Regions from separate parts of the Mus musculus genome. Here region 2 is linked to region 1. The links are chromatin contacts, called in public promoter capture Hi-C maps. All regions are on one chromosome and are shown on one strand. The core of a region is the stretch at or near the end of the contact, and the rest is flanking DNA. Distances in the headings are between cores, read along the strand shown. Region 1 holds the start of Fgfr1 (fibroblast growth factor receptor 1). Region 2 holds the start of Adam32 (a disintegrin and metallopeptidase domain 32).

The links. Promoter capture Hi-C pulls out the DNA fragments that hold promoters and counts their contacts.
Region 2: a promoter capture Hi-C map of neutrophils shows a contact between it and region 1, with 2.5 times the contacts expected there. The contact joins the promoter of Adam32 here to the promoter of Fgfr1 in region 1. A contact is called at or near these places in 3 of 39 promoter capture datasets (the C10 cell line, neutrophils and pre-B cells) and 2 of 9 other capture datasets (adipose tissue and liver).

Annotation. Positions count from the first base shown.
Region 1 is chr8:25,515,695-25,522,721 of GRCm38.p6, forward strand. Fgfr1 (fibroblast growth factor receptor 1) reads left to right here and starts at 3,065. Exons shown (of 18, transcript NM_010206.3): 1 at 3,065-3,735. It overlaps Gm31288 (a long non-coding RNA gene), which reads right to left. Exons shown (of 3, transcript XR_003947368.1): 3 at 3,994-7,027. RefSeq lists promoters at 2,230-3,204, 2,990-3,204.
Region 2 is chr8:24,944,302-24,951,328 of GRCm38.p6, forward strand. It overlaps Adam32 (a disintegrin and metallopeptidase domain 32), which reads right to left and starts at 4,503. Exons shown (of 22, transcript NM_153397.2): 1 at 4,419-4,503. The coding sequence starts at 4,494. Adam9 (a disintegrin and metallopeptidase domain 9 (meltrin gamma)) reads right to left here. Exons shown (of 22, transcript NM_001270996.1): 22 at 5,310-6,709. The coding sequence ends at 6,616.

The DNA.
Region 1 (7,027 bases), core at 1,815-4,314:
GAGAGAGAGAGAGAGAGAGAGAGAGAGAGAGAGAGAGAGAGAGAGATCTAGGCATGCACATATGCATATCACCAAGTCACATACCCAGCCCAGTGCTGTATTAAAATCCTCTTGTTTTAGAAGGGCCTGGGAGTACAGGCCTGAATCTCTGCTTTGTGAAAGGTTGATGTCGAAGTTTGATGCTCACCTGACTGCCTAGTAAGATCGTGTCTCTAAATAAATAAAGATTTTTTTTTTTTTGTCAGAAGAACTGCTGAGATGAAGTGTAATGCTCCCGTCCTTAGGAACAGTGGACAAATGTAGTTGGCCCTGGGTAGTCAGTTCTGCATTTTCCATGACTCCCCTTCCCCACAATTACCCAAGTGGTAAGGTTTCTTTCTCTGGTAATGTAAGGATCTATGATTTGTCAAAGAATAATACTCCATACTCTGGACTCAAATAGTATGTAAACGTAAAGAGTGTTTTATTCTGTAGTAGTCTAGTATGTTGGGGTCATGGGAGCATGACCAAGATAGACAACCAAGTGAGCTTGCAGGCCTGATTTAAAGTACATCAGGGCATTCCAGGGGTAGGTGACCTTTATCTTGTTCTATCTCTAGGGACATTCCATTACCAGGCCTTGGGGGCTGGCAGTGTTGTTGGGGAGATCTGGAAACTGTTGTTGACTGATTGTCCTTGCCTCAGACCAGCTTCTGAGGCCTAGACTTGCCTGGACTTACCCAGTTCTTAAAAACAGAGATGCAGGCCTCGTCTCCTGAACTGTCAATGGAAAGCCTGTCATAGAGTCAGCCTAGCCTTCTCAATAACCCAGGTTTCTCACATGCAGCTGTTCCCCAAACAACAGATCTATAGATGTCAGGAAAACTCTTGAGACAGATGAGATAGATTCGGGACCACTGTCTTAGAACAGTTCTGCAGCTTGCTGGAGAGAACCCACAAAATAAAAAAGACAGCTAGTAAAACTATGCTAAATATCAAATCAGTAGATACAGTGGGAGGCAGAAACACCTCCAGGTGGCTGGGCCGAGGCAGAGAAGGCTGTTTGGTAGCTTCTATGAAAGAATAATTGGGACCAGACTAAAAGCCAAGGGACTGAACAGGGCAAGGATATTGCTATGTGGGTAATAACTCTTAAATATTAGCTGGTGTTCATTTATTCCACAGAGTCATTTCTGGTTTTTATTTTATTTTTTTGTTCAAAAATACTTCCTGAATATTTACTTCCTAGGCACTCAATAAATGTATTCTCTCTTTACCCCTCCTCCAAATCTGAACCCAGATCATTTTGTATATGCTAAGCACACTCAGCTAAACATTAAGCTTTGGTGGGTGTGGTGGTGTCTTACAAACTGTTGTCTCAGGAGGCAAGAGGCAAAAGGTGGGAGAGTCCTTGAGTCTGAGGCTACCCTGGGCTACAGCATAAGACTATCTCTAAAAGCAAAGACAAAACAAACAAACAAAAACCAACCCAATAAACCAATAATACACCAATAAACTCATCAATAGCCCTTCTTCTTTTTCCTCCACCCTTTACTGGAGATAAACAAATGTGATAATATCTCCGTAGCTTCCCATTTTTTCACCTGGTGGTCACATAGAAAACTGTCTTAGAAACTCTTAGTCTTCAATGTGGAGGGAAGAGTTGGATTGTTTGGTATTCAAGCTGTCATGGCTTGCTCTGTGGAAGCGGAATAGAACAGTCCCCCTCATGATGGCTTTCACATGTGTGACCCTTTTGGCACACTTACATTCATTCAGTCTGCTTCTCATGGGGGAGACCCATAGAGGGACTAGATCTTATCAGATTCGTGACATGCCCAAAGTCTTTGAGTGGTGGAATTCACACCTAGTGTGACATATTCCACCCTTCCAGTGGTCCCCAAGTAGACATCACATCACAGTCACCAGGAAAATTTGCAGAGCCCCCACCCCACTGCTATGCAGCAAACCAACAGGTACCAACCACCTAGTCAGGTCTAGAGTGTGCTGGAATCAAAGCACTGTCTTTGCCTTTGTCAAAGCTGCATCGCCAACCCCTGTGTTTGATTTGTTTGAGACAGGGTCTGTAAGCACAGGCTGTCGTCTCAGTCCCTATGTGGCCAACGGTGATCTTAAGTCTCTGACCCTCCAGGGCTAGGATTGCATATGTACATCATCATTTTAGACTGCTGGAAAGTGAGCTCCTGCAACGAGGCGAAGGCCCCACTGGCTGTCTCAGAATTGTTAGCATGCTTCATCAAAACATCGGGATTTCTCATGTCCAAGCAGGATCAAAAATTTTTATTTTTTAACAATCTCAATATGATTCACGTCCACTGGACTCATTGGATTAAAGAGCCACAGATTAACATCTCTGTGGAGGGACCTGGTGGGAAGGGCATTTCAGCGATTTTCTTTGAGGTTCATAGTATACTGTGGAGGCTCTGGTTTGACTCTGATTAATTCCTAAGGCAAACAAAACAAAACAAGCAAGCAAGTAAACAAACATCCCCCCCCATCCGAAAAAAAAAAAAAACAAAAACCCCTCCTCTCTTCGGTTGCTTCCTGAAAGCTGGTGATTTCTAAGGCTACCATGAACAGCACTGTAGAATTTGCAGGGTCCATTCCAGCGTGAACCACAAAACCTAAATTATGTGGCTGGGGAAAGTTGAGATCCAAGGAAAGGGTCTGAGGGGGAAAGTCAACCGATCCATCAATAAAAACAGTTCGTATATTGTAAGCTATGTGAGGGTCCTATTTATTCCTTTTAGAGACGGGAAAACCGAGATTTAGAGCACGAAAATCATACCCCAAGGCACAGAGATAACCAAAGACCAAGTTGCCCAGTGCAACCTCAAAATTATAGCCAGGCACCCGCCCCTCCCCACCCTCCACTCCTGTCCCCAAATCGCTGATCTACACACAGTCTGAAATTCGGGCGCCCTCCAGGCGAAAACTCAAGTTAGACCAGACTGTAGAGCAGTTCTGCTCGCTCCAGGCTTCTCCGGGGCTGCAGCTTGAGAACTACAAGGCCCAGCAGGCAACTGCAAGGGGAGGAGGAGGAGGTGGGACTAGCGCCGGGTGGGAGTGAGAGAGCGAGCCCTCGCGCCTCGCCGGCGCACAGCGCTCGGAGCGCTCCTGCGGGTACTTTGGCGGGGCTCTCCGCTGCGGGCGGCGCGGAACGGGAGCCGGAACCCTGGTGCAGCCGCTGCGTGCAGAGGACCCGGGCTGCGCAGGGAAGCGGGGCCGAGACGTCCGGACTGGACTGAGACTGTGCTTAGCGCATTGCGGCGACCTCGCCTTTCCCGGCCGCGAGCGCGCGCCGCAGCTGGAAAAGCAGCGGAGACCGAGGACTTTTCTCAGGTCCCAGGGGCGCACCACAGCCGTGCTGCAGTCAATGCACGCCGGAGCCCCAGGAGGGGTGATGGAACTCGGGCTGCCAGAAGCCTGAGACGCCGCCACCGCCGCCGCTGCGTACTGGAGAGCGGGGGGCGCACGATCTGGGGACCCCGGGCGGCGGACCCGAGCCCTCCCCCCCGCCCCGCCTCCGGGGCACCAGCTTCGGCTCCATTGTTCCCGCCCGGGCTGGAGGCGCCCGGCTCGGAGTGCCGCCGGGAGTCGTGCCTCGGCCGCGGAGCCCTCGAGACCCCATCAGGATCTGAACGGAGCCCGGAGACGAGCGGCGGGAGCGCAAGACACAGACACCCGCCGCGCCACGGCGAGCTCTCCAGAGGCGGGACCGCAGCGCCAAGTGAGGTAAGAGTCGCCGGCGCCCGCAGAGCCGGCTGGCTGGGCGTCCCGAGCGGCCCCCGCGCTTCGCCAGTCGCAGCCCGCGCCTCCCTCCTCCAATCCCCCACCCCACCCCCGACTCCGCTCCCTCCCCGGCGCCCCTGTCCCTCCTCCCTCGGCCAGTGTCGCTGCCCGCGCCCCCTCCCCGCGCGCTGGGCCCGCTGCTGCTGCCCGCTGCCTAACTTTTCCGCCAACTCGCGCTCCGGAGCTAGCGAGGAGGCTGCTGCGCTCCGAGTCCAGACCCCGACCCTCTTGGCCCAGGAGAAGGCGGCGGAAGCTGTGTGTTCCCTACTGGGGAGGAGGGCGGGAATGGGCCGGGAGATGGAGGGTGTGTGTGTGTGTGTGTGTGTGTGTACATCATCTATCTTTTGGTCCTCTTGCGGATTCACCCCGTTTCAGCCGGTGGCTTTAAGCTCAACACCCTACATCTGGGATCTTTTCAAGTGTTTTCCTACCTCCGGGCAAGTCTGGGGTCCAGGTTGGGGGGTTGAAGAGGAAAGGAAGTGGCGGGGAAGGCTAGCTTGTCTTGGAATAGGTTTGAAGGAGGTGTCGTCACCAAATGGCTGAATCGGCTTTAGCGGAGAGCGAGCAAAGATTCCCCCCCCTTTTGAGGGGTGATGGTGGTGGTGGTGGTAATGTTCTATTTTATCTTAGACCTAGAGGACTCTTGAAGGGGTCTGGAGAAGCGGGGGGTGGGGGGTCTCGGGGTCTGGATCGTTCTGGGAAGTGGAGGAAATGAGGAGAACTTGTCCGGTGCGGAGGAGCCCTCTTCTGCCCGCTTGTTGCTTCTCTGGCCCAGACCCCCTCTCCACACCTCCTGTGCCTCCTCTTGTAGTGTCTCCGGCGGGGTAAGACAACCTAGTACTCATATTTTTAGAGGAATTTACTGACTTTTTAAATATATAGATGGGGTTTGTAATAAACAGTTACCCACCCAGTGAGGCAGCTGGACACCTTGGGAGTGCAGGAGGGAGTTCTCTTTCTCTGGGCCTAGTAGAAGCTATTAACTCATTTGCAAAGCATTTCGACGGCGTTTTTCTCCCCCACCCCACCCCCCATTTCCCAGATGTAGCTGCCGCATCTGGTTCCGTTTCACCCTACACGGGTACACCGCAGCCACATTATTAAACATCCCTCTTCCTCCCCTCCCCCTCCTAAATTAAAACTGAGATTCTTTAGCACCACCGCCACCACCACCCCTTAACATTTCTTGAGACGTGGAGCAGAGGCTTTGGGATTGGAAGAGAAAAGCAAGTTATAGATCCCAAAGTGATTTTGGATTCCTTCACTCTCTTGCTGGTGGCCGACGATGGGGGGGGGGGGAGTGCGGGGGGGGGGCGGTGTTTAAGAATCTCTGGACCCTCTTGGGAGCCGCTTGCTTACTAGAGGTGGCCTTGGTCGGTGGGTCTGGGCCAAACTTGGCCCTGACGTGTCCTGGAACCAAGTATCGCCTCTCCCTTTAATTATAGTTGGAGCATCTGTCTCATGTGGACACCGCGGGCCCACCTATCGCCACGCGTCCAAGTCCATCTTGGGGGGGGGTGTTCCGTCCTCCATTTGGGGAGTAGAGTGCGATACCTGGTGCTGTAACTGCCAGAGGGACCTTGTGTTTTCAGTGAGTTTCCTGGGTTGCAGCCCTCAGAAGCTTAAAATGGAGTGTTTTTGCCGTTTAAACAATAACTACAGGGCCAGGGATGGAATGTCCATTCTTTTGGAAGGGGGGGGGGCAACAAAACATCCTAAGGGTCCATCCAAAGTTAGCGGCTGGGTGGGTATAGTTTGCCGGTGCCTCTCACCCTCTCCAGTCTTTTAAATTGAAAACACTTCTCTGGTTTCCTTCTTAGGGCGGTAGTTTTGGAGGCTGTAATGAAATCGCACTTTCCCTAGACATGGTAATTAAGGTGACTGTTTCCTTCCCAGATGTGCTCTGGTCTTTGCACCTCCGGACCATTGCTTTTTTTGGAATAGTATCTAAATTGTAGAACCATTGCCCTGAGATGGTTGAGCAAAAAGTGGCCAGTCTTCCTCCCTTGGCCAGGCTCTGGGTTTCCTCCTCTCTGGGGCTTCTTTTAAAGCTAAGTAGCTGGCCCCTGGGACCTGCCAAGGTCTAGCCAATTACCCCCACGCTGGGGTGGTGTCTCTTCCTTTCAGTGACCTAAGGCCAACGGCTCAGCTCGACTAATACCCGTCAACTGTGCTGATGGCTTGCCTCCCTCCCTAATGGCTTGTTTACATATTTCCCCAGTTGGGACACACTCTGGGGACCCAGATGACCCCAGAGTGCTGGGTGTTTGGGGACCCTGAGTTGCTGTCTGGGGCTCGGTTCCAGCCGGAACAGTTACACACTTCATCAGTGACAAGCTACTTAAAATATGTTGCGTTTACCCTTAGTCATAGCTGAACGTCAGCTTTTCAGTGAGGAGCAGTGGATTGAGAGCCGTGTGTATTTCCAATATGAGTTTCAGGGGTATTTTCATTCACAATGGGAGGTTGGAGGAACTGCTTCCTTTGGCCCCATGGTATATAGTCTTGAGAGGGTTGTTTTCCTTGGCCCCAGGCCGTGAAGCAATGGTGGAAGGTTAAGTCAGTGTCCTTTGAATAGCAAGTGAAGCCGAGGGGCTGAAGAAACAGAGGAGCGGCACACTTATCACCATCTTCTCACCTATTAGAATACATATTGCCACCCTAAACCCCAGCTAGCTGACTTCAGAGTGGACTCCAGATGAGGGAATTGAATGGAGCATTGCGTAGGCAAGACACCAACCTTGGAGACCAAGACAATCCACGGAGTGCACTGATAGCCATCCTCTCTTTGCTTATTTGTGATACTTACCCCATGCACGGCTCTTAAAAGCTTGTTCCAGAAAAAAGAAAGAAAGAAAGAAAGAAAGAAAGAAAGAAAGAAAGAAACTTGGGCCTTAGCAACTAGTGTCTCTGAATGTTTTTTTTATTTCACGTTCATTTTTTTTTTCCTTATTAAAATCACATTTATCTACTCATCTATTTATGTGGGCACCCCAGTGCTCCAGTGGAGATCAGAGAATAGGTTGCAGGAAGTGGTTCCTCTGGCTGGAGAGATGGCTCAGCCGTTAAGAGCACTGGCTGCTCTTCCAGAGGACGCAGGTTCAATTCCCAGCATGCACCTCAGGCAGTTCACAGGAAAGGTACTGTCTCTGAAGACACCTGCACTGGCATGCACATATCCACACACACCATATATGTGTAAAATAAAATAAAAAGGAATTTGGTTTTCTCCCAC
Region 2 (7,027 bases), core at 3,253-5,752, 570 kb before region 1:
TAATTTTCACAATAAAGCTAAGGCCTGTATGAGGGAGTTGAATGTGCTTACCTACTTATAATCTTAATTTAAAAATTCTAAGTAAAATATTAATAAGTTTGACTTTAATCGATATATCAAAATGTTAAAGCTTGGCCAAGAAGAATTTATCCCAAGAATTCCTACAGCAGTTTAAAGTGAGGGGAAAAAAAAGTACTCCTCCAATCTATCATACACAAAAAAGTGCTAAAAGTGCAGACAAAGAAAAGGAAACCATGCTTTTAATGCTCTTCCCAGATAAACATTAGATTCCAGCACGATAGACCCCTGGGCTTGATTCTTTTAGATGACCACATGGTAACCAAACACTTGGACAGGCAAGATGGTTCAACAGGCAAAGGTGCTTCCAGGCCCTGCCCTGACCCACATAAAGGTGGAAGGAGAGAACCAACTCCGCAATGTTGTCTTCTCACATTGTCCCTGCATGTGCCATGGCACCCACACCCCGACCCCTTTGGGATGATAAGCTAAAAAAAAAAAAGATGTTTCAACTAGGAACTGTATCGTCACGAAGATGCTCTGTCTGTATAAGAGACGTCTGCTCAGTGGAAGCCCTTACTGACGGCACTAGTAAAGGTAGGAGCTAAAGCAGTTATACCTCGGTCACACCTACTGGTTACGGATCTGCCTCAGCCTGGAACTGAGGAACTAGGACATGTATAGAAGATGGTACGATAATCCACAATAACAACAAAAGAGGATCATGAGCAGAAGGACAGTGAGCAAGCATAAAACCAACGTATTGCTTCATTAGTGCCAGTAATGAACAATTTTCTTTAAAGGATCCCATTCATGAAAGTGACCAACCAAAAAACAAACAAACAAACAACAACAACCTGTGCCAAGACCTAAGAATAAGAAAATTAAGAAACGTACAGAGAAAATTATGGACTCTAGAAGACCCTCTGAACAAGGATAAGCAATGTTCTTACACCTAAATTCTTCTTAATTAAAATTTTCAGATAGGCTTAACACAACCCAAATGCAAACTCTGGGGATTTTTAATAAAATGTGCTATACACATAGCATGTGGTCCATCCACATAGTAGAGTGTTCAACAGTGAACGAAATCATATTGACACACCACAGTGGAGCCATCTTGGCAGTGTGCCACACACCAGTGTTGGAGAAGCCCCTGCTTCAGGTTTACCAACAACAGGGGCTGAGGAGAGTCACACAGAGTCCTGTCACAGGCAGGAATCTCAAAAATCTAAGTACAGAGAGGAAGCAGAAACTAGGCTGGTGTGTCCTTCGGCTGCGGTGAGAGCAAGATAGGCAGATGTTTTGTCAGTATGTATAAAATGTTTAATTACCCTGGAGGAAGAATTTTAAGAAGTCTACTGTAACATTGCTGCTACAGTAAATAGCAACATATGTTCTCTAAAACATTTTTTAAAAACAGAATTAGAATTATTTTAATATAATAAAATAATAAAGAGTACAAAAGAAAACTTATACTCTCAAAGAGAAAGATAAAGCCAAGCGACTGAGAAGAAAGGGCAAAGGCTAAGAGGACAAATGTCCTTCATAAAGCAGATCTGGACTGGGGAGATGGCTCAGTGAAAACACCCATCATCCATTGCACAAGAATAAGGACCTGAGTTCTAATCTCCAGAAGCCAACTAAAGATGGGTATGGGAAGACACACCTGCAATTCCAGTGATCCTTCATAGACCAGATTTGGAGACGATCTCCAGAGGTCCCAGAGCCAGCTAGCCTGGCTTATGAAGAGTAAAAAACAGGGAACATCTTTAAATAAAATGGAAGGAAAGAACTGACATCTGAGGTTTCTGTCCTTTGATCATGCACACACTACACGCACATGCACACACTACACACACATGCACACATACACACACTGCATACATATACAGACTATACACACATATACACATACATATAATACACATACTATACACACACTATACACAAATGCACACTACACACACATGCACACATACACAATATACAAACATGCACACATATACTACACATACATGCATACACTAGACACATACATACACACACACACACCATACATATACACCCATATAAAAAGGTTAAAAATAAAGCACACTTGATAAAAGGTGATTACCTAAAACATACAAAGTTTTTTTTTAAATAGTGGCACACAATACAAATTTTAAAATTGAGGAATAACTTGAAAAAAGAAACTAAAGAGAAAGTAAGCCTATGAAAAGATTTCCACACAGAGCTGAAGAGATGGATGAATGTCAAAGGCTAGGCTCAGAGCCAAATGTCCAGATCTCAACAGCTTGTGCCGTTAGGAGATTGTAAATTAAAACAATGAGGCATCGCTGTGTCCTCTTATCATCGTAGTGACACCAGGTAGCCATTGAAGTCATGGAAACTGTGTTCACACACAACCTGAGCAAGCATGTGGATGGTGGCTGTCTTCACCACTATTAAAAAGGCCGTGTGGTGCATGATCCCAATTATACAACTGGAGAAAGCAGACCACAAATGGTAGTCATTTAGGGATGGTGGGGTGAGTGAGGGAGCACGGAGGATTCTCGGGTCAGTGAGACTACTCTGCATGGTACTGAAGGGATGGGCATCTCTGGGCAGAACACAGAACATACGGAACCCAAGTGCAATCGGGTCTATCCCTGGAACGGATGCATCTCTGCAACATCAGCTGTTGACCCTCATGGGAGGATAGAGAGCAGGCGCTATATACAAACACTGGTTACTGCTCAGTTTTGCTATGAATCTGAAACTACCTTGAAATGTGAACTCTGATGATTTTTCTTTCAAAAAAAAAAAAAAAGTTTGAGGAACTGGAGAAATGGCTTAGAGGTTAAGAGCATTGGCTGTTTGTTCTTCCAGAGGACCAGGGTTCAATTCCCAGTATCCACAGGGTGGCTCACTACTGCCTGTGACCCCAGTTCTAGAGAACCTTCTCTGATTCACCCTCTTTTGACCTCTAAGCACACCAGGCCCACAAGTGGTACACAGACTTGTAGGCAGGCAAAATACCCATATACGGAAAATAAAGTTTAAATTTTTAAAAAAATCTTTTAAAAGCTGTTGGCAATTTTTTGTATTTCCCACAGTTTTAAAAATTAAAGATAATAGATTAAAATATTAAAATATGCATACATAAAATAATCAAAATTCAATATTTATATCCAATTGAATTTCATGAAGTTTGCTGGTATATACATATCTATATCTATGTAGATATAGATATAGATATCGAGAGAGAGATTTAGTATATATTAAATAAAAAGGCAAGGGAGTTGGGGTGGACAGATTAGAGGGAGGAAATGGAAAAGAATTAGTGATATATTTTAATTAAAAATAAAGAATAGTAAAGCTTGCTGGTGTGTTTTTGTTTTGTTTTGTTTGTTGTTGTTTTGTTTTGTTTTTCGAGTCAGGGTTTCTCTGTATAGCCCTGGCTGTCCTGGAACTCACTTTGTAGACCAGGCAGACCTGGAACTCAGAAGTCCACCTGCCTCTGCCTCCCGAGTGCTGGGATTAAAGTCGTGCGCCACCACGCCCGGCGCTGGTGTGTTTCGGCGCTGGTATGTTTTTGAATTCTACGTTGCAACTATTCTTTTTCCGTTTGTCCAGTGTGAGTGTAGTAAGCAGAGAGCTCACAACTACTTGAAAAGGCTTCTAAAGTTCTCCTTCTTGCACTTCTACTCAAGCCTGCAGCACAAGACTGGAAGCAGTAGCTACACAACCTAGTTGTCCTTTATTGAAGCACAGGTTCAGGAGATCCACAAAATGCAAAGCGACGCCAACTTTCTACTCCCCCCCCCCCCCCAAGAACGGTTCTTAGTTTTGAAGCGTGTTAACACCTAAAGGATATGAGGCTGATATTTTAGATGTTGCTATACATTCTTTATTCTTTACTTCTAATAAACCAGGAAGAGAACACTCAGAGCCCCAACCATGCCTTCTTCACCTTTCAAAAGATGCATTCCACAGCTTCAACAAATTAGCAGACCTCAGAGCTAGAGGCAAGCGTTGGACTGGCACCTGCTGGACAGTTGGACTCACAACAGCTTGATCATTGCCTGTCAAGTAGCCGAGCCCTACTTGATTCCAAAACTTAAGCAAGATTCTGCCCCTTCCCAGCTTCCACGCACCGCTGCATTTTCTCTGAGCCTGGGGGTTTGTGGCTTAATGTCTTTTCTTTCCTATTTCTAGAAGAACTATTATTGCATGTACATCGTGTTAGTAAAGTTATCTTGTGGAAACTGGGTATTTGTTTTTTTAGTTTAAGTGGTTTCCAGAAGCTGTTGGGAAGTGTTCTTTTGGGGTCCATTTTTTGAGCTTTATGATGTGCACGACAGACCTACAAGAAAAGTGCCCCCAATCTCAGAGAACCCGCCTTGCGGAGCGCTCACCGGGTCCTGATGCCAGCAAGGCCCCCAGCTCGGCCAGCAGCAGCAGCAGCAGTGTGTGCAGCATGGCGCCCAGCATGGCGTCTCCTGGAGTACCTAGACAGTTGTAAAGCCGTTGCGCGGGGCTGTGGGGCACGTGCCAGGGGCCACCGTGGGCCACGTCCTTGGAGCGCCCTAACCCCCTACCCCGCCTCCATCCTCCCCCTCCACCACCTACCCCAGCTCTAACAGAGCCAGGCTGCTTCGCAATGAAACCCGCATGCGCAGTACTGGAGAGGCTGCGAGGGCGCTCAGGTCAAAAAAGTACACACATACGTTTATACTCTTTCTAAGGCTAAACTACGACTGCATTTTAAGATGCGTGGACAAATTTTTCAAGAAAGCCTAAACTGATTTTCTTCCTTGGGGTCTACATTTCCACAGGCACACTGCTCCCATGGACCGCCAGGCTTCCTTCCAACCTGGTTCTCCGTGGCACTTCAGTTAAAATTCATATACCTTCCTTTTTTAGGAGCTTACCAGAATGGTTAATTTATACAGCAATGGCAGATCCTTGACATAAGAACCTACATTTTAGCCTTTGTCCTAGCTGGAATGGCAGCGCCCTAGTCACATGCTTCTTAAGTCAAGAGTCCTGTCAGTAAACTACTTTCTCCTTAGTATTTCTGAGGGCTTGTGGCCTTCAACACCGCCATATTTCTCACTAGGGCTGGTTCACCAGTGTTAGTACACACCCAACTGCTAAAGTACTTGAGTATCCTGAAAAAAAAAAAAAAATGAACAGTCTATCTTTTAATGTGTTTTCCTTAAGTGCAGTCACATTTGCCAAAAGCCCTAACACTGAAATTAAGAAGAACCCAAATAGTTATGTATTTATAAAGAGGACGACAAAACAAGAATTTCAAGTATTTTATTTGTTGTAAATGTTTTTATTTTAATATGTATATATACACAAACAATATTATTTTAAAAAACTAATGAAATTCAGTTAATATACCTATTATTAAACTTCTTTATGAAAGATTATGAAAAAATTTAAATGTTTAAAATTTTAGTGTCAATATCATTCCTTTCAAAGTACAAATTCATTTTAATACAGCTGAGAGAGTAATCCCAGAGACCAGTATAATTCTGTAGTTATCTAAGGAAACCACTGCTTCCTTCCTTTCTCCAGCCTAATGTTTACGAAAATATTAGTCAAAAGAGACAGGACCCAGCACACCTTAGTAAATGTAAACATTCTAGAGGACTTCACATCAAGCTTTGAAATTCAGAGTTTAGAGTTAAAGTGCTCATGAATTCTCAAGTGGTTTGGTAACACCTCAACTGTTGGAAGTATTCTCCCTGCTCCTGTTCGATCGACACCTATCTGCTTGGGTATACTAAACACCTCGTACCATAGAGTGTGCACTTCAAACAAAACAACACTGCTGCAATGCTTTACCATGATGCATAAAGAAAATTGAGAGTTGAATCAGTTCCTGTCATAGTCATTACAGTTGAAAAGATATTTGAAAATGGAAGCCCATAACTGATTGTGTTAAATCGATTTCTATCATAATTGTTATAGTTGAAAGATCATAAAAAATGGAAGCCAATAACTGAGTACACACCATATTTCACACTTTCCAAGTATATCATGATCTAGTAATTGTGGTTCTTGTGTAAGCTCCTTCGAGATATCTGCTTCTTTGTGCATTAAGAGACATAAGTCCATATAAATGGCTGTTAATCCATGCAAGATGAAAATGCAGACGTTATTGGCAATTAGTCTTCCTAAGTTAATACATGTTCAAATGGTCAACCAGAAACTATTAATGGTAACTGGGGTCAAAAAGTCAGGATTACGTTTAGCGCATAGTGACAAAGCTTACACTAATACAGTTAATTTGAGAATCATTACAGTAACATGCTCAGAATAACTTAATCCACGTCAAGTGCATTAAATCCACAAATGGCCAGAGAAAACATTCTAACGATGGAAACGTTCACTTTACACCCCCCGGAGCGCCTGCACATTCCTGTGTTTCGCAATCCCCACTAGGCTCCTGTGTTAATAAAGCTTGTTTTGTGGTGGTTTGTGTTCATTCATGGTTGGAAGAGAAAGGCTTTTCAAGAAAACATCAGGAAAAAAAAAAACAACAAACATTTGCTCAGTTCCCTGAAGACATTTAAAAAATAAGATTCTAATATTCTACTATCAGGTGAGGGAGCTATATAAAGGAGGTGCAGGAGCGGGCCGAGCCGGAATCAAGTTTCCCTGAGAAGATATTTTCGGTTGTGGTGGAGGTGGCCTGTGAGGGGAAAAAAATAAGTTAGAGTGTGTGAACTGAATGGAATATGGCTGGATTCATGCCAAGCTTGGCACGACACCATCCTCAACCTCTCTGATGACAGCTAAGGGCTCTTTCTACTGTATGCTCTGAGATTACGGTCTATATGGAAGTCAATGGCTAAAAGGACTCAGTCATATCTGTGCATATGAAGACCAGAGGTCAAAGTTAGGTGTCTTCTTCAGTTGCTCTCACCCTTATTTTTGACTCTGACACCCACAGGTTGGCGTAGCAGGCTGGCAGTGAGCTTCTGAGCTCACTGTCTGTGCCCACTTCCCC